2 separate regions of the Mus musculus genome follow, and region 1 is linked to region 2. Evidence: chromatin contacts called from public Hi-C data. All regions are on one chromosome and are shown on one strand. The core of a region is the stretch at or near the end of the contact, and the rest is flanking DNA. Distances in the headings are between cores, read along the strand shown. Region 1 has its middle 100 kb from the start of Tril. Region 2 overlaps Creb5 (cAMP responsive element binding protein 5).

Region 1 (7,269 bases), core at 4,627-7,126, 330 kb after region 2:
CTTGTTTTTAAGCAATAGTGATTTGAATCTACAGAACAATAATCACACTCAAGCCCGTTATTTCAGTAAGGAAGAGTTGAGCAAATGAGCTTCGTAAACTTCGGTGTCGCTGCCCAAACTTGGTCTAGGAACAGGATTTTCTTGCAGCAGTAATAGCCTCCAATAGACGCTCTAACTGTGGTCCAGACTGCCTGGCATCTGATGTGCGGCTGGAGAGTGGTGTGTTCTACTTCCCTAACTCATGAGGAATGTAACAAAAATCCACATATTTGTTTAAGTTCTTTCCCTCACACTTAAAATATTAGCTAAAGAAACCAAGTTTACTTTAGAACAATTTGCGCAGACCCTTTAGAAACAAGCTAGCCAAGCAGTGTAAAGACGTGATGCCAGATAGGCTCTTGGTGGCTGCGGGAACCGCTTTCTAACTGGTTCTTGCTGGGCAGGGATGTACTTCTTCCACCCTGAATACTGATAATAGAAAATACTAACAGAGTTTCTTTTCCATAACTAAACTATTATGTTCATATGAGCACAACACTTTACATAGACAGTAAAAACCCTGCAAGTCATAATGAGAAACGGCCTTGCTTCTGAGCCACGGTGTTTTAAGCAATGTTGCTTCACTTCGTGCAGTGTGACAACAGGATTAGTGCGCATGTTGTATGTTGATAGCTTGGTCTTCAGTGAAATCATGGGATGTGAACTGTCCACACTGCCAAAAACACCCTAGACTCATTACTTGTTTGATTTAACATTAATTTTCATTTTTTTGCCTTTAGAAAGCTCTTAGTGTTGCCAAAATTTTTACAACACCCAATATTCTATTACATGGCCCAGGAGGTTATACCCCCATACTTTAAGAATCTGTGGTATGTACACATACTTTGCTATTTTTAAAAAATATGTATATATGTATATTTATTACAAAATATATACAAAATGTATACAAAATAATATATATAATTTATATAAATACAACATATGTATAGTGAATGTGCAAAATATATACATATATTATACATAAAATCTGTTTGGACTGATATATGTAAAAGTGGTAACTGGCTATTCTTGGTAAATGACTATTCTTGCATGCTAGGCAGAATTATCAGGGATATTTAATACACTCTACAATTTTCTATGTGGTATGACTTGAATTTTAATTTGGAACACCCATTACTTTACATTAAAAAGAAATATGTTGGGGCTGGAGAGGCGGCGCCAAGCTGAAGGACATGTACTGCTCTTGAAGAGGACCCAGGTCCATTCTCAGCATACACAGAAGGCAACTCACAACTGTCTGGAACTCCAGTGCAGGTCATCTGCCGACCTCTGGCCTCCACAGGCACTTACACACCTGTGGTGCACATAAACATATGCAAGCACACACACATAAATGAAAATAATAAGCAAATGTTTTTTAAAGGAAGAAATCTGGGCTAGAGTGATGGCTTAGTAGTTAAGAGCACTGGCTGCTGTTACAGAGGTCCTGAGTTCAAATCCCAACACCCACATGGCAGCTCACAGGCATCTGTAGCCGCTGTAGTCCCATGAGATCTGATGCCCTGTTCGGGTGTGCAGATATAAACATAGACAAGACAGCTGTACACATATAATACATAAATAAATAAACCTTAAAAAGGAAAGATTTATGTTTTTATTGAATATATTTTCCCTAAAACTGATGTTGTGCACATTTCTGAATTGTATTGGCTCATTATTTCTTCCAACAATAAGATCCTTCTATAATCAAAAAGGCCTTGGTCCTTGAAGGCACTTCTATAGAGGAAGCATGCAGAATATCCCTTGTAAATGGCAAAGGCCTGTTGAACTGCAGACCACTAGTGAAACATCAGTGCGCCACATCGGTGTTCTAAACATTTTTTCAGAGTAAATAGTTTTTGGAAATATTATAGAAATACCTTATTAACGAAAACCCTACAAATTCAGAATTTATAAAGTCTTTTGAGATGAGTGAAAATTGCCTTTTTGAGTGTCGGTAATTATGATAGATGCATTAAGCATCCCGTTGGCTGAATGTCAGGGTGAACACTTCATTTCCTGAGAGGACACACAGCTCGCTTCTTACTCTCTGTGGACACCCACTCCGTGCACAGCCACGTGATTAATAAGCACATTCTTTGATAATTATTATCGAATGACCAGATAGCACGAGGCTCGAATGCACATAAAGCTACTGCTTGCTAATGGAAGTTATCAATGGTCCTTCTGCCAAACGGCCTTGGACGTCATCATATGAACAGTGTTCTTTTCATTCTTAAAACTAATACAACTGCATTCTTCTCAGGCTTTGAGCTACATTTTTTTTTCTTTCTTTCCCTTGATTAGTCTGTAAGAGTAGCATGTGCTAAAATGTCAGATATAATTAACAAAGTTTAAACAGACATGGGGAATGTTAGGGGAGCTGTGATCAAAGACATCTTACCCAGAGACTGGTTCCTTTACATGCTTTGCTTTTGGAGTCAATGATCCGAACTCATTGATCGTTTCTTTTCATGGCAATCAATTCGAGTCACTCCCACTTGAAATGATCCTATCCTATGCACGGAGTCTCTAGTCTATCACCCTTTTCATAGTAGAGTCTTAGTGAGTATTAGTCTCTGCCATCATTGAGTTACTTTCCATTTGCAGAGGTGATAGTTTTGCAAGGAAAGAGCCTCGGGAAGCTCCAGAGGGTCAGACGCCCTGCACAGGTTCCTCATTAGCTAACGGCAGTGAGTTCAACAACTGAGAACAAGTGTGTGGCTCCACATTGCTCTTTAACCGCTTTCAGTTTTCCATAGGTGAAGAGAGATCAAAGAGTAAGCCATAGGTTATACGCCTTCACAGACCCTATCTCACCATCAAGGAAGCAACTAAACAGTCTCTTACAGCTGCCATACATAGTCGTCATCTTCCAGATCTTTGTGAATAAGGGGTTAGAGGAGGCGAGCATGCAACATTCCAGAACACCTGCTTCATCATGCTTCTAATGTGGCAGCAGGCACATACACAAAGCGACGGGGCGGCATGGTGACATTGTCTTGCGTGTATGTAGTAGACTTTGTGCCCTCTCTCCACTTGCTGCTGTTTGGATTCCTTTTCCCATGGCACACAGTTCCACAGGAAGCCTTGGCCAATAGGATTTAATCAACGCAGAACGACAAGAGGATTGTACTTAAGCATCACTCATTCTTAAGAGTGGATTAAAATCAAGTATTAGAAGAATCCAGACTCGGACCTCAGTGTCCATGCACAAGGCTTTCCCCTGTGGCCTGTGAAATCAGAACTCAGAAATCAGCAGTGAGGGACAGAGCTTGCGAGGGTGACTTATGGTAGGTATCGAAGCAGCTACCACCATCACTCCAGATTGGGTCAGGCCATCGAGCCTTGGTGTCCTTCTGGATATCTAGCTCATAACGGGGTAAAGAAGAGATGAATCCCCTTAAGGCTGCATCTTATTCTCACTTTTGCTATTAACTAATGTTTTGCAAAGTGGTAGGAAAATGTCAGAAGATGATTAATTCGAAAATTTCTGAGAATTGGAAATCTGTCCACCTCCCCTTCCTTATTTTTTTCCTTCCACTTATTTATTTCTTACATTTTGATAAAATATAGCATTAATTGCCATCTTCTCAAAATATTTCAGCAGAGCAAAAAACCTTCCCCACCCCCATCGGATTCTTGGTTTGAGTGAGGACGAAGGACAGGGAAGAGACGAAGCTTGCTTCTGCTAGGCTCTCACGGAGCTTGAGGGTTCTCCGTGTGAGAGAGCATTCCTAGACTCTATTTTCCACACCTAATAATTCACCCTCCCAGGCCCCCATGCATGTGTTTATCAAGGTTGGTACCTTCACCCCCCCCCCCAATTATGTAAAATTCTTCACTGCCTTTACTTCCTCTGAAACAGACCAGCTCTTTCATTAAGAATATTTATGGGAAATAATGTATTTGTGGAGTTGAAGGCCAAGTCAGTTGTCTGGATGCAAATGTGCAGTTGGAGGGTTTATCAACAACACTCACTAATGGAAAGTACTAATCAAAACTTTTCTACAGCAGTAAATTTTTATATTTTAACCACTGGATTCCAATTAAATGTATTCAATATAGCAAGCTTTGATTAAGCAAATTTAAAAAGAGATTATGTATACACCCCTGTGAAAAACAAGGCAGGCTAGGTATGCAGACACTTGTATATTCTTAATAGAAGTCTTTACCTGAAGATAAAAACCCAATAAATTGTGGCCCATAATGTGCCTTGGACCGTGTTGATTTACCTGTATTACAGAGTCAGCAGAAATCAGTCTTACCAGGTACACACCACACTTATATATTCCGTGCGTATAAAATGCATATAAAAGATCCTTTTTTCTTTTTATAAAGAATTACTGAATTTCATTAGGGCAAGTTTTGCTCTAAAAAAAAAAAAAAAGTTTCTTTGTGGACTGTGGAACACACTGATTGCAAATAAATGAGAGCCTGTGCCCGTGCCTGTAAAGGGAGGAAAAACGCTTAGTGTGGAAAAAACACCATAAATACAAGATTTGCCCATATCCTACCATACAGTTAGTAAGATCTTTAAAAGCTTCTCCCTGCTTTCACTGGTATATAAATATTTTTCTAAATGACTCAAAAAAGATATTATGTTATTTAATTGAGTCTGCTAGGAGAGGTCTGGGGACAGACGAATGAAAATCATTTGGGATTTTTTTTTCTTTAAAAAAAGTCATTTTCCTCATCTTGAGGATTTAAACACAACATCTCTGCACATTTCCAATAAAAATGTCACAAACTTTTCATATGTGGGACCCCCTCTCCGTGTTTGAGTTCTAGGATTAGTTGCAGCCTTAGAAAAATATTTAATTCTCTTTATTCTGTGACAAGGCGTAATGAATCCAGGCTGAGTGTCTTAAGGAAACTCAAGAAACCTCTTGACAGCAAGACGGCTCCCAGACCCCCGTTCCTGTCATGGTTTTCCAAACCCACACATGAGCTGGACCCACATCTGAAGAGAAGAGAAGGACGGGGCTTCCTTCCCTGACCTTTGCTGTATTTAAGTATGAATTGTGTTTATTGCTCAGTCTCTCTGAGTGTCTAAATGCCCCTTTTGGGCACAATTTAGACTTCTCAGAGTGCATATAATAAATGCAGAGACGCTCATTACTTCTGTCTCTTATACCCCATCTTGCTCACTGCCCACCTTTGGGGGATGTAAAAAAAAGCCATACCAGCCTTCTTCTGTCCTTGCTTTAAAATAATGTCACTATGTGAAAATCTTGATAGAAGTCCTGTAGTGGCTTTTCTTTCCTTGAAAACCCATAATGCCTTTAAAGGTGTTCCATCAGACACTGCACGTTTAAAGAGAAGTGAGAGGCACGTGATATTATGAATCCTTTTAAATCTCAAAATTCAGGGGGACAAATAAAAACGATTTGTTTCTTGTCTTGGGATCCTAATTTTATAGATGGAAGAGGCTGCTATTGAGACGACTATTTTGTAGAGGAGAGTGGCAGACCTTTCCAGAATTTGGAAAGGGAAGCCTGGACCAATGGGGCTGTTTCCCAGGTGACTGTTGACGCTAGTTCTGCGTTCCATTCCTGTTTCAATATACTTTTCCAAACCTCGGGACAGTGGGAGAACCGATCCAGGCTCAGAGGAGGTTGGTGAGTGTCTCCAGATATCCTCTTGGGCAGCCTGCCTTGGGACCATCTCCCAGCCACCAGCCTCTCCCCGGCAGAGGAAAGTGTGTGCACCAGCCATTCTCTGACTGCAGTCACTGAAGCCTTTAGGTTAAAGAGACAGCCTGTGTAAGTGTCCTAGGGTAGGGAAATCACTGCCTGAAGGTCACCTGTTGGGTACCTCCTAAGGTCGTTTCCTCAATTCGGGCGCCCTCTGGCGACGCCATGGGAAACTGCACCCCTTGTAAGGTGCGTGCAGGGACAGAAGGGATGCTGTCTGTTGAGTTTGACCCTGCAGGACCGACTAACTGGGCTCTGTTCTTACCTGAGTGTTTCAACATCGCAAAGCCTCAGGCCACAATCTACCCCAATAGTCTTAGATGATACTGCACCTCCAACTCCAAACAGAACCTGGCAGTTTCCTGCCTTCTAGTACTGACCTGCTCCCCTGCCTCGCCCCCTCCCCACACCTGCAGACCACCACATGATCTACCTATTCTTTTGTTTATATTTACCCCTGGTACATCTTTTGATGTATCAATAGAACAAGCTAAAGTCCCCTTGGCCCATCAGACTCTAAAGAGGTTACTTGTGAAGCCACTTGCGGATGCTATTGAAGTCACTATCATCTGCATTTAAGTAACGGCGATTACACTGGATCATGTGAGTGGGCCTATATCAACTGGAAGACTGGTCGAAGCAGGCTTGAGGCTTCCAGAGAGGACAGAGACAAGATCTCCATAGGTGGGCACTAGCTTCAACTTCCCGAGTCTCTCTGCCTCCCATCTTCCTTCCTGAGGTTGCACAATGAAGTTCAGCACTGCTCATGCAGTTTAGGCATAGGGCAAGTCCATTTCTCCTAGCGTGCCTCTTCCTATAGTTATGGTTGAACATTACCTGACAAAACTCACTCAGCAGACATCAGGAGCAGCATGAAGGGAATCCAGAGTACCAGCAGAGTACCAGACAACTGTTCTGATTGTCTGTTGGTGCCGCCAAGGGCCAGATGACTGGATTGTTCATTTATCTGGGATTCAGTAATCCCAGCTGGGTAGAGACAAGAAATTGGGCACTGAGTGGAAGAGGAGAGGGCAGGAGTGAACACATAGAGCTCTATAGGGCAACAGGGTAGTTTTCAAACCTGGGCCAGAAGCCATCTTTAATTGATGGTTTGTTGTGTGTGCTGGTGGCATGCGTGGAGCTATGCAAGGATACAGTAAGAGGAGGTGCCTGTGGAGGCAGCAGACAGCAGCCTGCCCTGAGGGCCTTCAGTCTATCATCACTGGAGATAGAATGTTTGTTTACCCCACGGTCAAGCTTTCTGAGTCATCTGCCCACACAGTGCATTTTCTTTGCACTCACTGTTTCTATGTATGGCAAAGGGATGACACTTGCCGATAACGGATCAGAGCTGTAGAAAGTTGGCAACAGCAAAGCAAGCCAGAATGGGGTGGGGGGGGGGGGAAGGAGCCTCCTTTGTGAGTAGCAAGACCACTGGTTCTAGGCCAACCTGGGAGTCAAGTATAAGACCTCATCCCATCTCTCACATCACCTCCTTGTGTCCGTGACTTACCGCACCAAAGACACCAACAGC
Region 2 (7,131 bases), core at 1,318-3,817:
TAGACAGTCCAGACTATGAAAGAAATTCCTTTCCTTTTAGAGGGTATTTGCAGGACATTCCTTTGGCTACAGCACAGGAAAATAAAATCAATAATGATATATTTTATAAAAGATGGAAGCTGAACGTGTTTGACTTGGAACCCCTTATCATCCGTCTCTGGTTCTCAGGCGATAAAATTGCTGAGCTACTTTTTTTGCATTAAGAAGGAGAAATTAGCGGGCCTGTTTGTTTCTTTTTGTTTTCTATAAAAATATACTCTCATTCTCTTACCAGACTCCTAAAGTCAAGTTTGAGAGTGGCATAGACAGAACAACTTCGGAGTTGATTTTAGCTAAGTTATTTTTTTACCACTTAAAATAAAAAGGCTCGTTCCCATTCACATGGTGATGTCTATCCAGATGATATTGACTCCAGATATGGAGGATAAGAATAATGTTTACTGTTGTCCAGGGGTGAGGGTGCGGGTGTGGTCAGGAGGGCTGGGAAGTCCTCTCTTCTTCCCAGTGGCTCTCTTCTTCTCAATGCTTTTTTCCTTCCACATGGCAATTGTGGTTAAAGGGCTGGGAGATTGTCGGCAGCTGTTGAGCATCCTGTTAAGATGATGGGAGAGTACAAAGGAGTTTGGTTCTATTTACAATGCATTTGAGGAAATTTTCTGTTATTGATCTCTGGCCTCTGCTTTCAGATCAGACTCCGACGCCCACAAGATTCCTGAAGAACTGTGAAGAGGTGGGTCTCTTCAGCGAGCTGGACTGCTCCTTTGAGCACGAGTTCAGGAAGGCTCAAGAGGAAGAGAACAGCAAGCGGGTAGGTGGGCCCGGGTGGACACCGGAGGTGTGTCGCCCAGCACGGTGTGGGGTGTGTCTGCCACTGCAAAGTGTGTTGAATTGTTCACAGATCAGTAGAAAAGATCCGGCTAAGTCGTTCAGGCTGTTACTCACGATCCTAGTTACTTGGTCTCCCAGACAGTAAGGTTACAGGTGTGTGCCAACATGCCTGTTTGTAATCGTGTTTTATCGATTTGTGGGTGTCTGTCAAACTGTTTTTTTCTTCTAAAGTGGTGTATCTCTGATTGTGAGAGCATACAGAGCTCCGATTAATCGTGGGGAAATGGGTGTCTGAAACATGGAATTCAAGGTTCCTTATTCTTAAAGCTGTGCCAAATGAATTCACCTTGCTATTTTTTCATTTTTCTTTTTTTAAGTATTTAACAGCAGATTTTGCATACGCAGTGCGTTCAGAGGAGATCAGGCCAAAGGCTAAAAACTCCTCAAAAGGCAGAAAAGAGGATTTTCATCTGATTCAGGCCCTGCTTGCAGCTGTCTGCTTTCCATAATCTCTGCTTGTTCTCCACCAAGAGTATAACCACTTCCTGGTCACGTTACCTATGTTGTTGGTGAGACAAACCGGTTAGCTACAACTCTAGGTCTCTTAGTGAGATTCTTCAGGTTCTTTTTGTCCATATATTTGTCTATATATTTCGTCCACATATTTAAAGTTTTGGTAGAATTTAAAAATCACCTCACAAGATTAAGGAAAGGAGGTGGGCCCACAGGTAACTTGGACAAGTGTGCTTCCCGTGAGTTCTTGGCTACTGTCACAGGGTGTCACTGAACTCACACAGCGAGCTGAGCATGGGCGACACAGTCCATGCAGAGACGTGTAGAACGCGGAAGATGGTTAAAGGGGACACCCAGCTAGATGTGCTGTGACCTGAAATTCCAGACGCTTTAACTGGAGGTTTTAAGAAGCTTTGATAATTTTCTGTTTCCAAGCCTTTGACTCTTCCTATGCGTATGATTATAATAATCCTTCTCCATCCAATTTTCATGTCACATTCACATGTCTCGCTAGCTCAGGGCTAGCTCATGGTGACTAAGCCGCCCTGTCTTAGTAAAATGCACGATGCAGGATACAGTCTCAAGCAGCTCACTCTGATTATAATGAACTGCCCTCTCACTTCTCTTCCCACTTTTCCAAACATGCTCAGATCTGTTGTTCTTTGTGAGGCAAAGCATAAAGTCTGAAGCACTCTCAGAAACACTTTACAAAAACCTAGAAGATATGCCTGCTTATCACTGCAGTGCAGATAAACTTAAAAACTCACGAGAATAGCAAGGGAGACCCGGGAGTCCTGCACAATGCAGTTTAATTAATAAACTAGTTGGACTAATAAGTTTAATTCTTTTGATCAGTTCGTATATGTAGAAGACTGTTTGAGGAAACAGTGTCATTCAATTTCCAGACAGTCAAAGTGGGCTTCTTAGATTAAGATAAAGATACGTACGGTCAAATCTGTCTCTACACTCTTGCTGATAGACTGGTTGTAAGTGCGTGCTGTTGATTTCCTTAAAGGTCTTTTACCAGGAACAGTTCCATGCCGCCTCCATTGGGGGGTGTGGCTTGAGGCAAGCTCACTGTGAGTTATTCATGGCTCCCGAGTGAAGCCTTCTGTGAGCAGTTTTTACAGATCTGAATTCCAGGAAAGGGTTTGCTTCCCCTGAGGAACTCGAGCATTTTCTGCTTGTGGCCATGAGAAGCATGGACTGGCTGTGTTTCTCTTTTTGTTCTGACTGCTACATCCTCGAGAAGCCCGGAGTACTGCTGAACTAGGAGAGCTCTTTAGACCACTATAATGAGTAATATTTTACTTCCTCCATCTGCTAGACTTTCAGTTCTAGTTTATATTTCCTCTGGCCCTGATTTCTAATTATACAAAAAATATTTTCATGCTAGACAGGTTTTGGTGACTTGCTTTAAATTTTTCGTAAGTTAAAACGACATGAACTCCTTGAAATTTAAAAAGTAAATAATGAAACAAGTGACACTGAGCAGAAGACTGTGGTGAGGCCAGAATAATATTCTCTTATGTTCAAATGTTGCTCGTTGCCATGGGATACGCTAATGGTGGGGGTGTGTGCTGAGGGAGTGGAGAGGAGCCTGAAGACAGCCCCCCAGGACACCATAGCAAGCACTGGGAATCAGGCCACATTCACCTTGTTGAGGCTCCCTCACCCTCTGTTTGGTTTGAGCCAGAAGGACCAAATCCAGCCTTGAGTGGTCATCACTACAGGAGGAGACAGCTCCCCAGTGACTAATGCACAGGGATTCATGAGCAAAGCGGCTGTGTTGGGGGTTTATGCCCTGGCATGGCTTTAGAACCCCTGGGTAAGGAAAGCACAGAAGCAGCATCCTTCCCTATCCTTCCCTATATGATAGTGTGCGTTCGCCTTCCTCCAGGACTGCTATTCTGGAGCTGTTAGCATCCCTGAAGGCCTGCAGCCTAATGCTGCCCACTTCATCTATTCTTATTAAAAAAAAAAAAGAAAGAAAAGAAAGAAAGAAAGAAAGAAAGAAAGAAAGAAAGAAAGGAAGAAAGAAAGAAAAAGGAAAAAGAAGAAAAAAAAGAAAAAAAGCAGAGATGGTGAAGGCCACGTTCACTGCATTCCTTATCATTTTCCTATTCTCCTCGTCTCCTCTGCTTTCCTGTCAATTCAGGTGCTGGTTTCATTTTCAGTGAGCTTCTTCACAGTGCCGGAGGTGACAGGCAAGCATTCCGTTTCTCAGATGTATCCCTAACTCCAATTGTGTCACCTTTATTCTACACACAAACCTTTTTCTGATTTCTTTACCTGAGCAGAGTTCTCTCTCTCTCTCTCTCTCTCTCTCTCTCTCTCTCTCTCTCTCTCTCTCTCTCTCATATGTGTGTGTGTGTGTTCATGTGTGTGAACATGCCACGCCTGGCTTTCTGAATTCAGGCCCTCAGGCTTGCATGGCATCTCCCCTGCCCACTCTCTGTCCAAGTCTTGAATTGGCTCATCAGTAAAGTTCTACAGAAGGGAAGTTCTCGCTCACTTGGGGAATTGGCCTTTGATGTCCTATGCTTCTTCTTTACATTTCCAGCTGTAGGGTTAGAAGCTCTAGACACCAGGCAGATAGGGAGTGGATGCTTATTAGTCTCAGTGCCCATCGAAACAATTGCATCTTATTGATTCTGCCTTTAATTCTGATGTCCTTTTCCAAAATAATCTCAGTGTGTCTATGGAATGTAAGGTTAGAGCAGATCACAGCCGGGGGCAGAAGACCCCAGTGTCTGTATCAATATTACACAGCAAATTCCAGTCTCTAAGATGACCTCTATTTTTGATACCAATACAAGCTCATTGCTTCATAACTCTTCTGTAAGAAATCTCCAACTCTGAAAGCGTGTTATGATTCTCTAGCAGGCATTACAAAGCTCAGCTTGCCCGTGGCTTAGCACTCCGCAGCCTGTATCCTGAAGCCTGTGCATCAGGTTCCATTCAGGAAATGTTTTAGGGAGATGTCAATATACCAAGTGCTACCCAAGGCACTGATGAAGACACTAATAGATACAAGTGGTTAAAACAAACAAGCAAACAAGTACGCAAAATGTCTCAGCTTTCAGGTGACTTACTTCTTATGGACCAGACATTGCATCAGCGAAAAATGCCCCACAATGTACTATGGAGTTCAATGCCAAGGAGCTGAGGAAGGGCTGGGTGTGTTCAGAGAGGGCATCCCGACCCAGGGGACCTAGAGACCCAAGTAGACAAGTAGACGTTCTTAGCCAGAAAAGATGAGTTGTGAAAACAGAGACTGAGTGTGAAGGCCTAAGACTGAGTGATGGAGTGTGTGTTGCAGAAGTTGTCAGGGAAGGATGCCCTAGAGAGTTGGGTATGGGAAGGCAGGCCCAGGAGGGCGAGGGTGATGCAGGCCTTTTGGAGTGGTCAGTTTTGACTCTGACTCTAAATGGGATAGGAAGCCATAGGGCGATTCTGAGCAGAGAAGTGACAGGGCCTGACATAATGCTTTAGAAGTCATTTGGACACTGAGCAGAAAGCCAGTGGTTGGATGCTGAAGAGAAAGTATTTAAGGAAGAATTGGGGAGGGGGGATCTAGGTTAATGTTAGAAGTACAATTGCCCAAAATAGAGATGGAGGACATGCTAGCGTCTAAGTATATTTTTAAGGACAGAGGCAATGGTTTCGCTGGCAGAATATACTGAAAGTAACAGGAAGAGGAGGCTTAGAGAAAGTGCAGGCTTTTCAGAACAGGTTGAGGAGAGGCTGATGTCTCAGTTCATAAGACAGAAGGGACTTGCTTCTGACAGCGCTGGGTGTGCAGTGGACCTCTAACCCTGGACCTGGGCAGTCTCCCTGAGCGCTCCAATTCCTGCCTTATTCAACTCTGGGGAAACTGAGTCAGGAAGAGTCAAACTGAGGTACAGCTGCCTCAGACACTCTGAGGAGAAAGGTGGGGCACTAGTTTTGTGATCAAGGTCAGAATAAAGGAAAAGTAAAAAGGGGTATTTTTTTTTTGTGTGTGTTTTGAGGTTTTTGTTTTGTTTTGTTTTGAGATAAAGAAGGCCTTTTACATTTAATTCCTTTCTAGAAAAGAATCTGAGTAACACAGAAGCAGGCATCTACTGACACAGCAGCAGTTTTGCATGTGATGTGCAAGAAGTTGTTTTGCATGTATGTGAACACATGGTTTTTGTACATGTTTGCACGTGGTGTGTGTGTGTGTGTGTGTGTGTGTGTGTGTGTGTGTAAAGAAGGAAGGACAAAGGGCCTAGAAATGAAATTCTTTGTCCTTCTGAGAGAAATACAACATTACAGCCTGACATGGCTAAAGACCTGCAGATAAGAAACACAGTGTGCTTTGGGATTTTTCCCATAGGACCTCAATGGGGCTCATTATGCTGATGCACAAATAGCAAATTAGGACATTTCCATGCTCTCGAATTCCTTCTCAAATGATGAAAAGTGAGGTCTTTCCCTAGAGGAAATTGACTCCTTCACACATGAGGGGAAAGGACAAGCTATAGACTTAAGATCTTGCATCTCAGCTCATCTCATCCCAGCTCTGTAGAACTGGGCATGGCTAGGTCAGCCCCAGCCCGGATAGGCTACAATGTTTAACTTCATTAGATTCTGCACCTAGCTGCATTGCCAGACGACACTGGTTGCTTGGAGAGGGAAGGAGAGGGAGAGAGAAGGCCACTGGCTCCTTCCTACTGTCTTTCTCTTGCCAGTCACTAGCAGGCATGGCTGCTCTCTGGGGAGGGTCGCAGCACAGTGGTGCTGGACAGAAAATAAGACACCACGCTGAGCAAACTCACAACAGCTGCACGTTTCCGGTTAGGATAATATGTTAGCGCTAAGATATCTGTGTAAAGTAATCCTACCCTCCCCCAAAAGTCCAGAGGAAAAGAATGTTTTGAAACCTAAACTTGGTTTTACCCAGCTTTTAAACAGTCTCTGTGCTTGCCTGATCCATGCAGATGAGACCGTTCTTCAGCTTTTTCCTTTTTTATCAGCCTGGCTGGGAGGAAACACCCTTTGACAGTGATAATGGAGACGACAACCTATTCCTTCCCCCTCCACGGTGACTGGGAAACCCAAGCCTTTGAACGATTCCCTTTGTTCTTCCAGTTCAGCAGAGGACAGATGGAGATCCCGGTTCACTTCCTCTGTACAGGTTACAGTCTTCTTCATGGCCGGAATTTGGTTCGAGGAAGAGAATGCAGCATGACTCTCGAATCCCACTCAGGGGAAACCAATCATTCTTAAAGTTTCCTCCTGCTTGTCGCAAAAAAGAAAAGAAAAGAAAAGAAAAGAAAAGAAAAGAAAAGAAAAGAAAAGAAAAAGACCTCTGTGTATACAGCCAGTGTCCAAAAGTAGTTTGAGATCCCCAGAGCACAAATAAGAATTGATTTGGAAGATACTAACCACAGCATTGTATAGTGTTTTCCTACATGCCACATCAATACATGGTTAGCCAGGTTGTGGTCCTATATAATGTTCTATGCTTGAAATACATGAAAAGGGACCAATAAAGTTTTCCAAATAAGAAAAAAAAGCATCAAGTCCTAGGGAATGTGTTTGGCCTGCCCCTGTCCTGCCTTCCCATCATGCAACCTTCCTGTCAGGAAGTGAATGAAGCTGAGTGAAGTGGTTGGGATGATCCTCACCAAGGCAAGCACGAGAAAGCAGGGGCCTTCTTAGCGGGAGACTTTCTCCTCGGGGTGATCTCTCTCCTCTGAGCTGGACTAGATCCTCCGCTTGTTTAAATCCCATCTCACCTGTCCTGAGGCAGACTGGCCACAG

What was found. A called contact is a pair of places that touch in the nucleus more often than the background predicts.
Region 1: a Hi-C map of bone marrow-derived macrophages shows a contact between it and region 2, with 22 read pairs. The contact joins two enhancer-like sites. A contact is called at or near these places in 1 of 15 datasets of contacts at CTCF or cohesin (pro-B cells), 8 of 484 Hi-C or Micro-C datasets (the Ba/F3 cell line, the C2C12 cell line, bone marrow-derived macrophages and 4 more) and 1 of 9 other capture datasets (embryonic stem cells).

Annotation. Positions count from the first base shown.
Region 1 is chr6:53,715,940-53,723,208 of GRCm38.p6, forward strand. No RefSeq gene overlaps it. Among named protein-coding and RNA genes, the nearest start is that of Tril, 100 kb to the right of the region's middle. Within about 2 kb of position 5,877, at least 13 of the 459 cell types and tissues checked have an H3K27ac peak or open chromatin away from gene starts, as enhancers often do. A contact at or near this core is called in bone marrow-derived macrophages, where this site is marked.
Region 2 is chr6:53,388,099-53,395,229 of GRCm38.p6, forward strand. Creb5 (cAMP responsive element binding protein 5) reads left to right here. Exons shown (of 11, transcript NM_001327821.1): 4 at 687-808. Among named protein-coding and RNA genes, the nearest start is that of Gm38815, 80 kb to the right of the region's middle. Within about 2 kb of position 2,568, at least 49 of the 459 cell types and tissues checked have an H3K27ac peak or open chromatin away from gene starts, as enhancers often do. A contact at or near this core is called in bone marrow-derived macrophages, where this site is marked.